3 separate regions of the Sus scrofa genome follow, and all the other regions are linked to region 1. A link is a contact called in public Hi-C and promoter capture Hi-C data. All regions are on one chromosome and are shown on one strand. The core of a region is the stretch at or near the end of the contact, and the rest is flanking DNA. Distances in the headings are between cores, read along the strand shown. Region 1 holds the start of IDH3B (isocitrate dehydrogenase 3 (NAD(+)) beta). Region 2 holds the start of PTPRA (protein tyrosine phosphatase, receptor type A). Region 3 holds the start of VPS16 (vacuolar protein sorting-associated protein 16 homolog).

Evidence for each region. Promoter capture Hi-C pulls out the DNA fragments that hold promoters and counts their contacts. Hi-C and Micro-C count contacts between places; a contact is called where the count stands out from the background.
Region 2: a promoter capture Hi-C map of fetal liver shows a contact between it and region 1, with 2.2 times the contacts expected there. The contact joins the promoter of PTPRA here to the promoter of IDH3B in region 1. A contact is called at or near these places in 1 of 5 promoter capture datasets (fetal liver), 4 of 47 Hi-C or Micro-C datasets (embryonic fibroblasts, omental adipose tissue, retroperitoneal adipose tissue and 1 more) and 1 of 2 datasets of contacts at active chromatin or transcription factors (alveolar macrophages).
Region 3: a Hi-C map of fetal liver shows a contact between it and region 1, with 1.7 times the contacts expected there. The contact joins the promoter of VPS16 here to the promoter of IDH3B in region 1. A contact is called at or near these places in 3 of 5 promoter capture datasets (fetal skeletal muscle, liver and skeletal muscle), 25 of 47 Hi-C or Micro-C datasets (adipose tissue, alveolar macrophages, embryonic fibroblasts and 13 more) and 2 of 2 datasets of contacts at active chromatin or transcription factors (alveolar macrophages and skeletal muscle).

The regions. Positions count from the first base shown.
Region 1 is chr17:32,953,413-32,957,021 of Sscrofa11.1, forward strand. It overlaps IDH3B (isocitrate dehydrogenase 3 (NAD(+)) beta), which reads left to right and starts at 1,705. Exons shown (of 12, transcript NM_001044575.2): 1 at 1,705-1,757; 2 at 1,876-1,956; 3 at 2,077-2,175; 4 at 2,275-2,395. The coding sequence starts at 1,722. LOC102158952 (a long non-coding RNA gene) reads right to left here and starts at 1,663. Exons shown (of 4, transcript XR_002339868.1): 1 at 1,578-1,663; 2 at 1,281-1,346; 3 at 807-870.
Region 2 is chr17:32,795,445-32,799,053 of Sscrofa11.1, forward strand. PTPRA (protein tyrosine phosphatase, receptor type A) reads right to left here and starts at 1,651. Exons shown (of 22, transcript NM_001244485.1): 1 at 1,369-1,651.
Region 3 is chr17:32,823,908-32,827,516 of Sscrofa11.1, forward strand. It overlaps VPS16 (vacuolar protein sorting-associated protein 16 homolog), which reads right to left and starts at 2,067. Exons shown (of 24, transcript XM_003134328.4): 1 at 1,913-2,067. The coding sequence starts at 1,965. It overlaps PCED1A (PC-esterase domain containing 1A), which reads left to right and starts at 2,274. Exons shown (of 8, transcript NM_001243864.1): 1 at 2,274-2,530; 2 at 2,819-2,978; 3 at 3,505-3,584. The coding sequence starts at 2,855.

The DNA of each region.
Region 1 (3,609 bases), core at 455-2,954:
TGGTCTTGCGCTCATGAAAGTTAATATTTTCTGGGATTAAAATTAGATGATCAGAGATGGGACCAAGATGGTACATTTCCTTTCCCACCCTAAGTTGCCTAAAGTAACAGAAAATACAGGTTTTAAAAAGTCTAAATCTTCCACTTTTTTTCTTTAGAAAGAAGAATATTTGGAAGAGAAAAACGCTGGTGGACAGCAATAGCAGTGTGGGACTTGGGACTAGGGAGTCTATGGCAGCAAGCTGGTGCTGCTCTCTGGTTTTGATTCTGAAGATGGAGGACTATATTACATTAATATTATACACTGATGAATTATATTAGCTATGATAACAGCCTTTATTTACACAGTACGTTTAAGTTTCTTACACGTTTATTATCTAATTTGAATCTTTTCACCCCACAACTGTAGAGAATGCTCTGCTTAAAGGAATGCAAAAAAGAGGCACAAAGCCTATCTTTGGTCCCCAAGATGAGAACCACACATACTCTCCCTTAGGCTGAGGGAATGCCCTACACTTTTTGGATGGATGAGGTTTACAAAGCGTAGAGGATGAGGTTTACAAAGCTTAGAGAATCTAATTAATGGTTCTTAAATTTGTGCGTAACATCTGGGAGAGGCAGATGTATTTTCTGGGGCCCCAATCTTGCAATTTGGATTCAGCAAGTCTGGGGTGGAACTCAGAAGTCTGCATTTTTATCAAGTGCCCCTGGTCCACTTGTGTCATCTGTTTTAAGCATGTTATTTGTCAACAGCATGTGATGGGAATTTTAAAAATCACTCTGAAATTCCCTTTTAGTCATACTTACATGCTTGAAGTAATTTCAGTCTCCAATTATAATCCTGCTTAGGGGCGTTCAGGCCCCAGATACCCTATTAGGGAAACAAATGTCAGATCAAAGAACAAGACCAGGGAATTTCCTGTTGTGGCTCAATGGTAAGAACCCAACTAGTATCTACGAGGATGTGGGTTAGATCCTTGGCCTCGCTCAGTGGGTTAAGGACCTGGCGTTGCCTCCTGTGCTGTTGGTTGCAGACGCCTCTGGTATCTGGCGTTGCTGTGGCTTAGGTGTAGGCTGGCAGCCGAGGCTCCCACTCCACCCCTAGCCTGTGAACTTGTATATGCGGCGGGTGCGGCCATAAAAAACAAGCAAACAAAAAAAACAACCTCCCCCAAACCCCCCACCGAAACAGAACGAGACCAGGTAGCAACAAACAACCAGCAAACCTGATTAATACAAAGTAACTGAGTAGGCTAGGATACTGAAGCCAGACATACACACCTGCTCCTACCGACCATGTGGTTCATTAACGCCTTTAGCGTCGGACACAGGACTGTTCAGTGAGAACTGGTTAAAAGATTAACAAACGTGAAGACACAAAACATTAAGACAGATTCTTCAGTATTGTTTTTCAACTCGTTATTTAACTTAGGTCCTCCTTTGATAAAAATGAAACCTCATATTTTCCTTTAATGTTATTTTTAAGTTTCAACATAAACAGGGTGACCGAAAATAAAGGAAGGAACAAAGCGGTTCTGTGCCGCATCAGCCTCCAGGGGAAGGGGTGCGTAGGAGTACCTAACGCAGGAGGATGAAAAGTAAGCACGAGCTTTGTGTTGGAGGAAAAGAGAGAGCCACCCGGCACCCACGCCGGACCGGAAGTAGAGGCGCAGAGCCGCGCTGGATTCCGGCGTCACCTTCCCGCGACTTCCTACGGCGAACATGGCGGCCCTCAGCGGCGTCCGCTGGCTGACCCGAGTGAGGACCGGGACACGCCGGGGCGGGTGGGAGGGTGGCCTGTTTGTGGCGGGCTCACTGAAGTATTCCCGCTCTGAGGGTCCCAGACCTGACCTCAAAGGCGTGTGTGTCTGTGCAGGCGCTGGTCGCCGCCGCGAACCCCGGAGCATGGAGGAGCCTGAGTACCTCGGTCGTGGCGCAAGCCGCCTCCCGGAGCCAGGTAAGCGCAAGTCCTGCTCTGTCTTACCCACGCCCCTGACCCCTCCTCTCCTAGCGTCCCCGCGCCCCGCCACGACCGCTGCCTCCGCTCCAGCTTTAGCCCTGCTGACCCGGTTTGCAGGCCGAGGACGTGAGAGTGGAAGGCGCCTTTCCCGTGACTATGTTGCCAGGAGACGGCGTGGGGCCTGAGCTGATGCACGCTGTCAAGGAGGTTTTCAAGGTGAATGACCCGGGGGAATCCGCCAGCAGGGACCATGGCTTGGGCTGGAAAGGACTTATTCCATTCTGACCCTGCCATTTTTGGCACGTGCCCCTGAAGGCGGCCTCTGTCCCGGTGGAGTTCCAGGAACATCACCTGAGCGAGGTGCAGAATATGGCATCCGAGGAGAAGCTGGAGCAGGTGCTGAGTTCGATGAAGGAGAACAAAGTGGCCATAATTGGTATGTTTGCTCCCTTGCTACCTTGCCCACGTGTTATTTAAAATCAAACAAATAAATGTTCGTTAAATTTCCCTCAGCACTCACTAATCCATTGTCTTCCAGCTCCCACTGATTAGTGGCCATTTGCTCCTTTCATTTGGGAACCCAGGAGTTGAGAAGTCGTGTAGCTCTCTTGCTGTCTATGCAGGAAGGCTCCAAGGGTTTGGAGTCCGTCATGGGGCTACATCATGAGTCATCAAATCTTGTTACTGTGGTTCTAGAATGGCTTTCTAACTGCCTCTTTTCTTTTAATTTTCCTTCTGCTTCCCTACTGTAATTGCCTCATTAGATTTTTTAGCTTTCAGTTCTGTCTCTACAGTTCATCCTCTACATCTCTTCTCTTGGGACCAGCGTGACTTTGCCAGGCCCAGCCTGGTATAGGAAAGTAAGTTCTTTATGAACTGATCTTTCCTGGCTTCATTTCTATAACACTTATTCTGTGCTTTGGTTACACCAGACTATGTTCGTTTCCACATACATGTACTGTCTTGACTTATGCTTCCTTCTGCCCACAATGTTCTCCTTTTGGGGCCACCTGTCAGACGTTTCCTCACTGACTGTATTCATTTGCTAGGGCTGCTGTAAACAAATGACCACAAACCCGTCGGCTTAAAATAACGGAAATTTATTCTTTCACAGTTCTGGAGGCTAGAATTCCAAGATTAAGGTGTTGTTGGATCTCCCTCTGAAGGCTTGGGGAGAATCCTTCTTTGCCTCTTCCAACTGCTGGTGGCTTCTGGCAGCTGCTGGCATTCCTCGGGGTTTCTTGGCTTGTAGATGGATCACTTCAATCTCTGCCTCTCTCTTCAAATGGTTTTCTCCACTATGTGTTTGTGTATCTGTTCCTCCTTCTTTTCTTGTATAAGGACTTGTCAGTGGATTTAGGACCTACCCTCATCCAGTATGATAATCATCTTAAGATCCTTAACTGGACACAGTTTTCCCAATAAGGTCACTTATCCAGGTTCTGGGGGTTAGGACACGGACACATCATTTTGAGGGTCACTATTCAACCTAGTACACTCACTCAACCTAAAGTCTGGCTGGAGTGCCAGCTGTTCTGTGATACTTCCTGATGTTACCAGAGAGAATTTCTTCTTTCTGCTCCTATGCATGTTTTTAATACCTCTCCCATGGTATTTATCGTGTCTTCTTGCTTGCTTTTTTTTTTGGCT
Region 2 (3,609 bases), core at 401-2,900, 160 kb before region 1:
GGCTGGATGGTATGGACATGGGGAGATGGGGTTTCAAGATACAAAGTCCTAGGTGTGCCCTCCAAGCAGGAAACACTCAGGAGAAATACTCTCGGGAAGTGGGTACCTGGAAGTAAACAGAGTCGAGGCATAAGGGGACCAAGCTGAACAAGACACAACTACTGCCCTCATTAAGCTTCTCCAATGAGAAGGGCTTTAACAGAAGAGGTGGAGCTTAGCAGGTAAAGGTGGGGAGGAAGAAGGAATGCACATGCAAAAGCATCCAAACATGTGAAGAGAGGGAAGAAGGGAAAGAAAATGGAAGGATTAAGCTAAATGTAAGTTGAGGTAAGACTGTCAAGGGCTTTGCATGACCTGATTAGGCTTTCTGAGCTTCATTCATCCCATGGGAAAAGGAAAGCCAGGGAGTTTTAAGTAAACAAGTGACAGCATCAGATCTGTGTTTTCTAAAGGAGTGGCCAGGCAGGAAGATGCTCTCCCATCTTCCACCACCAAGCTCCCCGCCAATCCTCTCCTCACCCACCATCTTCTGGCTCTAGAGCTGCCTTAACAGCAAGCAGGTGGCAAGTGAGGAGATCCTGCAGAAGATGTGACTGGTTCTAGAGCAGGGATCCCTACCCTAAGCAAAGGTTTCTAAGACTTTTCACCCTCCTAGAGACTGTGAACATTCCTCTTCTGTCTTACAAACATCATTCACTGCCCTCAAAAACAAAAGACCCTCAACACTGGGCTCAGCTCTGCTACTATTTTCATCTTCAGAAACTCCAATGAAGAACTAATTTTTCAAAAAACGATATTCTTTGTGTTATTCACCAAAAGCAAAAGGGAGGGCACCTACATCCCCAATTGGCTCATTTTGAATTCTGGGCAGCTCTGAGCCCCTACTTTCCTTCTTAAGCGGCCCCAATTGTAGGGAGTGGACGGAAAAAAGAGGGGCCGAGGAGAAGGGCCCAGGGGGCTTTTAAGGAAAAGAAAAGTTAGTCACTGCAAGAGCAAATTTTCTTATGCCCAGAGTTTTCCTCTTTCTTCCCACTAAATGGACCTGGGCAAACTCGATTTCACTGTCCAAAATTCTTCGTTCAGTATGAACTATGGCAGCCCCGGCCCGGCCACCGGAGGACGCACGCAAAGTTCCCGGGCAGTGAGAGGGGTCTGCGCCCGGGGCCGGCGCGTTTCCGGGGAACCCCCCCCCGCCCCGCCCCGCCCCCCGGACAGCGCAAGGATGTGGGATCCCTGGAGAAGCCGGATGGATCCTGCCCGGAAAAACGGGATTTGGGCTCCGGCTGGGAACCCCTCCCACCGCGCCCAGGAGTCGCCCCCACTCCTGAGCCCGCCGGGGCGGCGGCGGCCGCCGCAGCGAACACTCACCGAGTCCGGCGTTGGGCGGGATCGCCGGGGACGAGGACGGCGGCTCCGCCTCGGTGCCGCGGCGGCGTCTCGGCCCGCCACACGCCCTCAGGGCCGCCGCCCGGCCCGCGGCTCGGAGCCCCGCGGCGGCGGCGGCGGCCTCGCCTCCATGGCCAGGGGAAGCGGCTGAGGGGTGACTGAGCGGACGACGGTGATGGCGGCGGCGGCGGCGGCGGCGGCGGCCCCGGGTCCGAGCAAGATCGCGCGCGCGTCTCTGTCAGCGCCGCACTCGCCGCAGCCTTGCTCCAGACCCGGCCTTGGCTGTAAGACGCTTCCTCATTGGCGGTTCAGAGACAGGCGCCGGTTGGCCCATGCCGAAAGGGCGTCTCCCAGCCCTCGCGGGCCCCGCCCTTGCGCGCCTCAGAGCGCTCGGTTGCCCGCCAGCCTAGGGCGCAGACCCGGGTCTCAGGGTCTCACTATCTCATAGGGGCCTGGGAGATGTGCGCCCCGAGGCGACCCAATCCTGGGAGAAGCGGGATTCCAGGTGCACTGACCGACCGTGCACCAACGCTTCCCTCCTTTCTGCATCCCAGCCCCCTGAACGTGGGCCCTCTTCCCAGTGTACAGATGCAGAAACTGAGGCCAAACAAAAGTTAGACCAACGTCTCAAGATCAGGGCGGCCTGGAACTCAAAAGCCGTCTTTTCGCTCCTCTCCAAAAAAAATTGTTTCCCCTTTTCTAATTGCTGCAAGCTATTTAAAGGATGGAGGCTCTCACTGGGGAGGGAGAGGAACCTGCAAAGCCCCTAGAAGAGGCCTGGATCCGTGACTGTCGTGTTACATGAAGTCAGCCTACGCCATCCCCACCCGAGCCCCAGGAAAATCTCCGTAGCTGTCCAGATGCGCCGACCGGGGCCTGGCTTGCACCGAGCAGGGTAGAAGCACGGTTGGGAGGGCCGTTTGTGATAGGCCTGGAGGGGAGGAGAAGTTCAAAGCGCAGAGAGGACCCGGAGACGCGTCTCTTTCTGGAGCCCAGCCACCGGGAGGGAGGCTCAGACGTCCTTCTCAGCCTCGCTCCGCCGCACGCGGGCGCCTCAAAGCCATCCGTCCGTTCGCCAGGCAGCAGCGGGTCCCGGGCTGCAGGATTTCGGGATGTGCGGCTGAAGGCCAATTCAGAATCGTGGTGGGTGGCACACTCACCTAGTTGTAGTTCCCACACGGGGTCCCTCGGACCTACCAAGACCCACATAGGGAGAGCGGCTGGGAGTCTGTAGGCTGGGGACAGATTGCACAGCAGTGTCTAAGCGGAGCTTGCTGGGAGGCGCTTCATCCCAGACCTGCAGCCTGCTCCAGGCTCTCAACCCCAGAGCCCCCTTCTCCCATCCCTAGTGGGACAGAGCCCCATGTAATGCGCGCCCCAGGGGAAAGGGTCTGTGGCTGGTGGTAATTCTTTTTCCTGGCGAGGACATTTCGGCTCTGGAAAAGTCCACATCAACTGCCGCTTCCATGGTGTTCGTGCTCCTACCACCTGCAGTCTCCACTACCACCTGCAGTTGCGGCGTCAATTTGGGAAACTGTGAGCCTTGCTGCCCCGTATGTGTGGAATGAGTATGTGCTAACCAGGGCCACGGACTGGGAATGCAGGGTGTGGCCGGCCTTCTTCAGGGCATCACCTCCCCGGCAGGGAAGTCCCTCCTTGAGTGGGAGTTGTGTCTCCCACTCCCTCTCAGCAGGGCTGGCCCAGAGATCTTGTGAAATGGCCAAATCCATGACTCCTCTGCTGGAGAGACTCACCAGCCCAAAAATCCAGAGGCCACACACCCTGTTAGATCCCAGGGGCAGCCAATGAGGGCAGGTCCTCCTACACAGCAGCCATTCAGTTACCTAGCAAGCCCAAACTCACTCTATCCACACACCAAATGGAAAAGTGAAAAAGCCTGAACCCAAGTGTTTGGAAACCCTGGAAAAATTATAACTGTGAGTTCAGGAGGTACCTGAGTAGCTAAGATAACAGCATCCTAGAACCAAACCCCGCCAGGCTTGCCTTATCATCTGACCTACACTACCACACCAAGGCACATGGAAGTTCCTGGGCCAGGAACTGGGCATATGGAAGTTCCTGGGCCAGGGATGGAATCAGAACTGAGCTGCGCAACCTATACTACAACAGCAGCGACATGCTGGGCTGCATTGGGAACCCAATGCGCCACAGCAGGAACTCCTATACTACTATTTCTTAATAGGTTTCTCTTTTTATTATTAT
Region 3 (3,609 bases), core at 817-3,316, 130 kb before region 1:
ATGCTATGTTGTAAATTACATGGCTGACTATGTCACCTGGTATCTCTTCTCAACAAAAAAAAGTTTAAATCACTGTCACTTCCTACCGACTTTACTGATTTTTTAATTAAATTTTTACAATTTTTTCACACTGTATAGGTATATTTATAAGATATAAGAATTAGAAATAGGATTTCCTGCTGTGGCACCATGGGATTGGTGATGTCTTGGGACACTGGGGCACAGGTTCAATCCCTGGCCTGGCACAGTGGTTAGGGATCCAGCATTGCCACAGCTGTGGCTGGATCTGATCCCTGGCTCAGGAACTCCATAAGCCATGGGGTGGCCAAAAAAGAAAAAGAAAAGAATTAGAAATAAACAGCAAGTGCAATAGATCTCTAAAAATCGCTACCAGGCATTTGTCCATCTCAGAAATGTTAAGTGCTGATATTTTGTGGATCAAAAATTACACTGAGTAGTTCCCACTGTTGCTCACTGGAAACAAACCCAACTAGTATCCATGAGGATGTGGGTTTTTTCCCTTGACCTTGCTCAGTGGGTTAACCATCTGGCCTTGCCACTAGCTAGAGTGAAGGTGGCAGACACGGCTTGGATCTGACATTGCTGTGGTTGTGATGCAGGCTGGCAGCTGCAGCTCCGATTGAACCCCTAGCCTGGGAACTTCCATATGCTGCAAAATGTGACCCTAAAAAGCAAAACAAACAAACATACAAAAACGACGTTGAAAAGTTTTAATATGTGAACAACAATGGTAGTTTCACTAGCACAAACAGTTGTCTTCTACTGAAATAAGACCCCAGTGCAATGTCTTGGTGATCTTTAGTCACAATCAACAGTCTTAAAAAAAAAACTTTATTAGGCAACTACTACATAGGAGACACCGTTCTAAATATGCATTGAAGATAAAGAGATACAAGAAATATGCTCTCAGCCCTCAAGGAATTTGGTTTAGCAGAAGAAACCTATACAAATATTTCCCTACTGTGTCATTCATAACAGACCCTAGCACTGGGTCCTGTGAGGCCCAAAGAGAAGGTCAGGTGAAAGTCAACTCTTTTGAGATTAGATCAGGGAAAGTTTCAGAAAGAACCCTTTAACTAAGTTCTGAAGGATGAGCAAAAATTCTCCAGTGAGGTAAAGAGGGAAAAGGCAGGTCCTGCATTAGGAACCACAGGCTAGAGCAAACACAGGGAGCCTTTTAACATTGTGCTGTGTGGGAGCCCTGTTCTTTGCAACTGGAACACAGACTCGGTAGGAAAAAGGCAAATGAGATTGAAGTTATACAGCTATAACACAAAAGAAATTTGTACGTTATCTTACTTCAAAGAGAAGTCACTGAAAAAAATCCTAACCAGGGTAATGACGTTATTGGTGTACACTTTAGAAAGATTAGTGGTTTAGGGCTCTACGACTCCCATGAAAGGGTTGCTCCAACATGGGGTCCTCATTCGCCCTGTCCCTGGATTCCCTGACGACTCGCTTCCTTCTCCCAGTCTTGGTTAGCACTGTTACCCTTCCCGCCGTGAGGTCTACTCCCCCCTAGGAGCGCCCCTGTGGTCTGATTTCCGCAGAACCTCCTGGCAGGAGACTCGGCGCTCACTGTCACCTGTGGGCGGCCACCCTCAACGTGATCCAAGCATCCTTATGGAGGCTGACAGTCCTGGACTTCACCGCTGGGCTGTACCCCTCCTTGTGTGACCACCGGGTGTGCCTTAGTTTCTTTCTCGGGAACAGGGGAAGGCCGGGCCCTAGGCTGCTGTGCGTTAAGTGGTAGACGCCGGGATAGAACCGGCGAGGGGCGGACCCCAGCGCCCGTAGAGACGGGGACTTACGCTGCCGGCTCCGCCCGGAGACTAAGCCAGCTAGCGAGCAAGGTAAGGTGGGCCGTGGGAGGCAGGGCGGGGCGGCTCACCGGTAAAAGGCAGAGTCCCCGAGCGGGTTCCAGTTCGCGGTGTAGCAGTCCATGGCCAGTGCAGGAGGTGGCTGGCCAGCGCGGAGCGGACACCCGCCTAGTGCGGGCTCCAGAAGGGCACTTCCACTTCCGCTTCCGCCCGTCTGGGTCACGTGTCTAGGCTGCCGCCACAACCATCCCCACTGTGGGCGGCTGCACTTGGCTGCGGCCGCGTCCCCGCCCACGCCCGGGCCTGGCGGCCGCCCGGGCGGGCCCGGCCCTGGCTCCTGCTCCCTGCGGCGGCTCGCCCCGCCGCACTATCGTCCCCTCGGGTGTTGCGGGGTCGGGCAGGGCGGGACATGGGTGACCGGAAGTGGGAGTTGTGAACGTCGCCGCCTGGGGTCCGGAGGCCCGAGGCGCCGTCGGGCCTCCGCGACTCCTGCATGGAGAGCGCTGGGCGTCGGGCCTCGCACCGACCGCTAACCGGGGCGCACAGCCCCTGCGGGGCAGAGGCAGTGCTGAACCGATCGGCCTCCTCGGGCGCGGGAACATGAAATCCAGCCCTGAGCCCGCCGCGGGCAAGGCGCGCTGGCGGGCCTGCCCGGGTAGCTGGTGAACGGCGCGGAGCCCCGGGACTCGGTAATCGGCGCGAGAGAGCGCACGCGCATGCGCGGGGAGGCGGCGGGCACAAGGCAGTGCGCAGGGTGGCGCGGCTCTGGAAGCGCTTCGGTGTACGCGAGGCCCAAGGGCCTGGCGACCTCCTGTGCCAAGTGTATGGAGGTCGGTGCCACCATGGACCCCACTCTGCTGCCTCCACCTGGACCCTGTAGCCCTGAGCACCCCGAGAAGGGCCAGAGCAGGTCTCATTTACCTCGGGGTGGGCTGTGAGGCCAACCTGCCCTGAGTGCTGGCCCTCTCGTGGCTTAGTGGCCACTCCCTGCAGCCCGTCGTTCTTGCGGCGGCATGGTCTTCTGCCTGGAGAACAACGAGCCGCGCCGCCGGCTGCGAAGCACCATGGTCCATTTCCAGGCCTCGGAAGTTCAGCAGCTACTACACAACAAGTTCGTGGTCATCTTGGGGGACTCAAGTGAGTGCCCTTCTAGAATCACACTTCCCAGTCCCGCACCTGCAGCCTGTTTTCTGCATCTGGCCCCTTTGTCACCATCTCAAACTTCCTTCCTGATCCTTAGTCTGTTCCAGTCCACTAGGTTTTCTCTTTTCATTTTCCCAACGACTTCTGTAGATGTCCTGACAGATGTAGCTTGTCAAGCTTTTCACCCCTTCCTTGCTCAGCATTTTTCTTCCTGACAGTCCTCCACAAATTCCCCTCATGGAAGCGGTGGGTTGTATTTGTCTCTTGGGTGACTTGACAGACTTACTTCTACCAGGTGATCTTGGGTCACTGCATATTAAGTTGAGGAGTGGTGTACAGCTAGAGGTAACTGGGCAATGCCAGGACTTTGTAACCTCACCTTTTCTCCTGCCTCTAAGTTAACCCTCCACAAAGGTGGTCTTGGGCAGTCCCAGCCCTGGGATGATGGGAGGCCTGGATTTGGAAGGAGCTGGGATGGAGTGAGGCCTTTCTCAGCCTCAGGATCTCGGTCTCCCTGCAGTCCAGCGGGCTGTGTATAAGGACCTAGTGCTCCTGCTCCAGAAAGACTCACTGCTCACAGCTGCCCAGCTGAAAGCCAAGGTGAGGGACGTTTGGTGGCCATGCC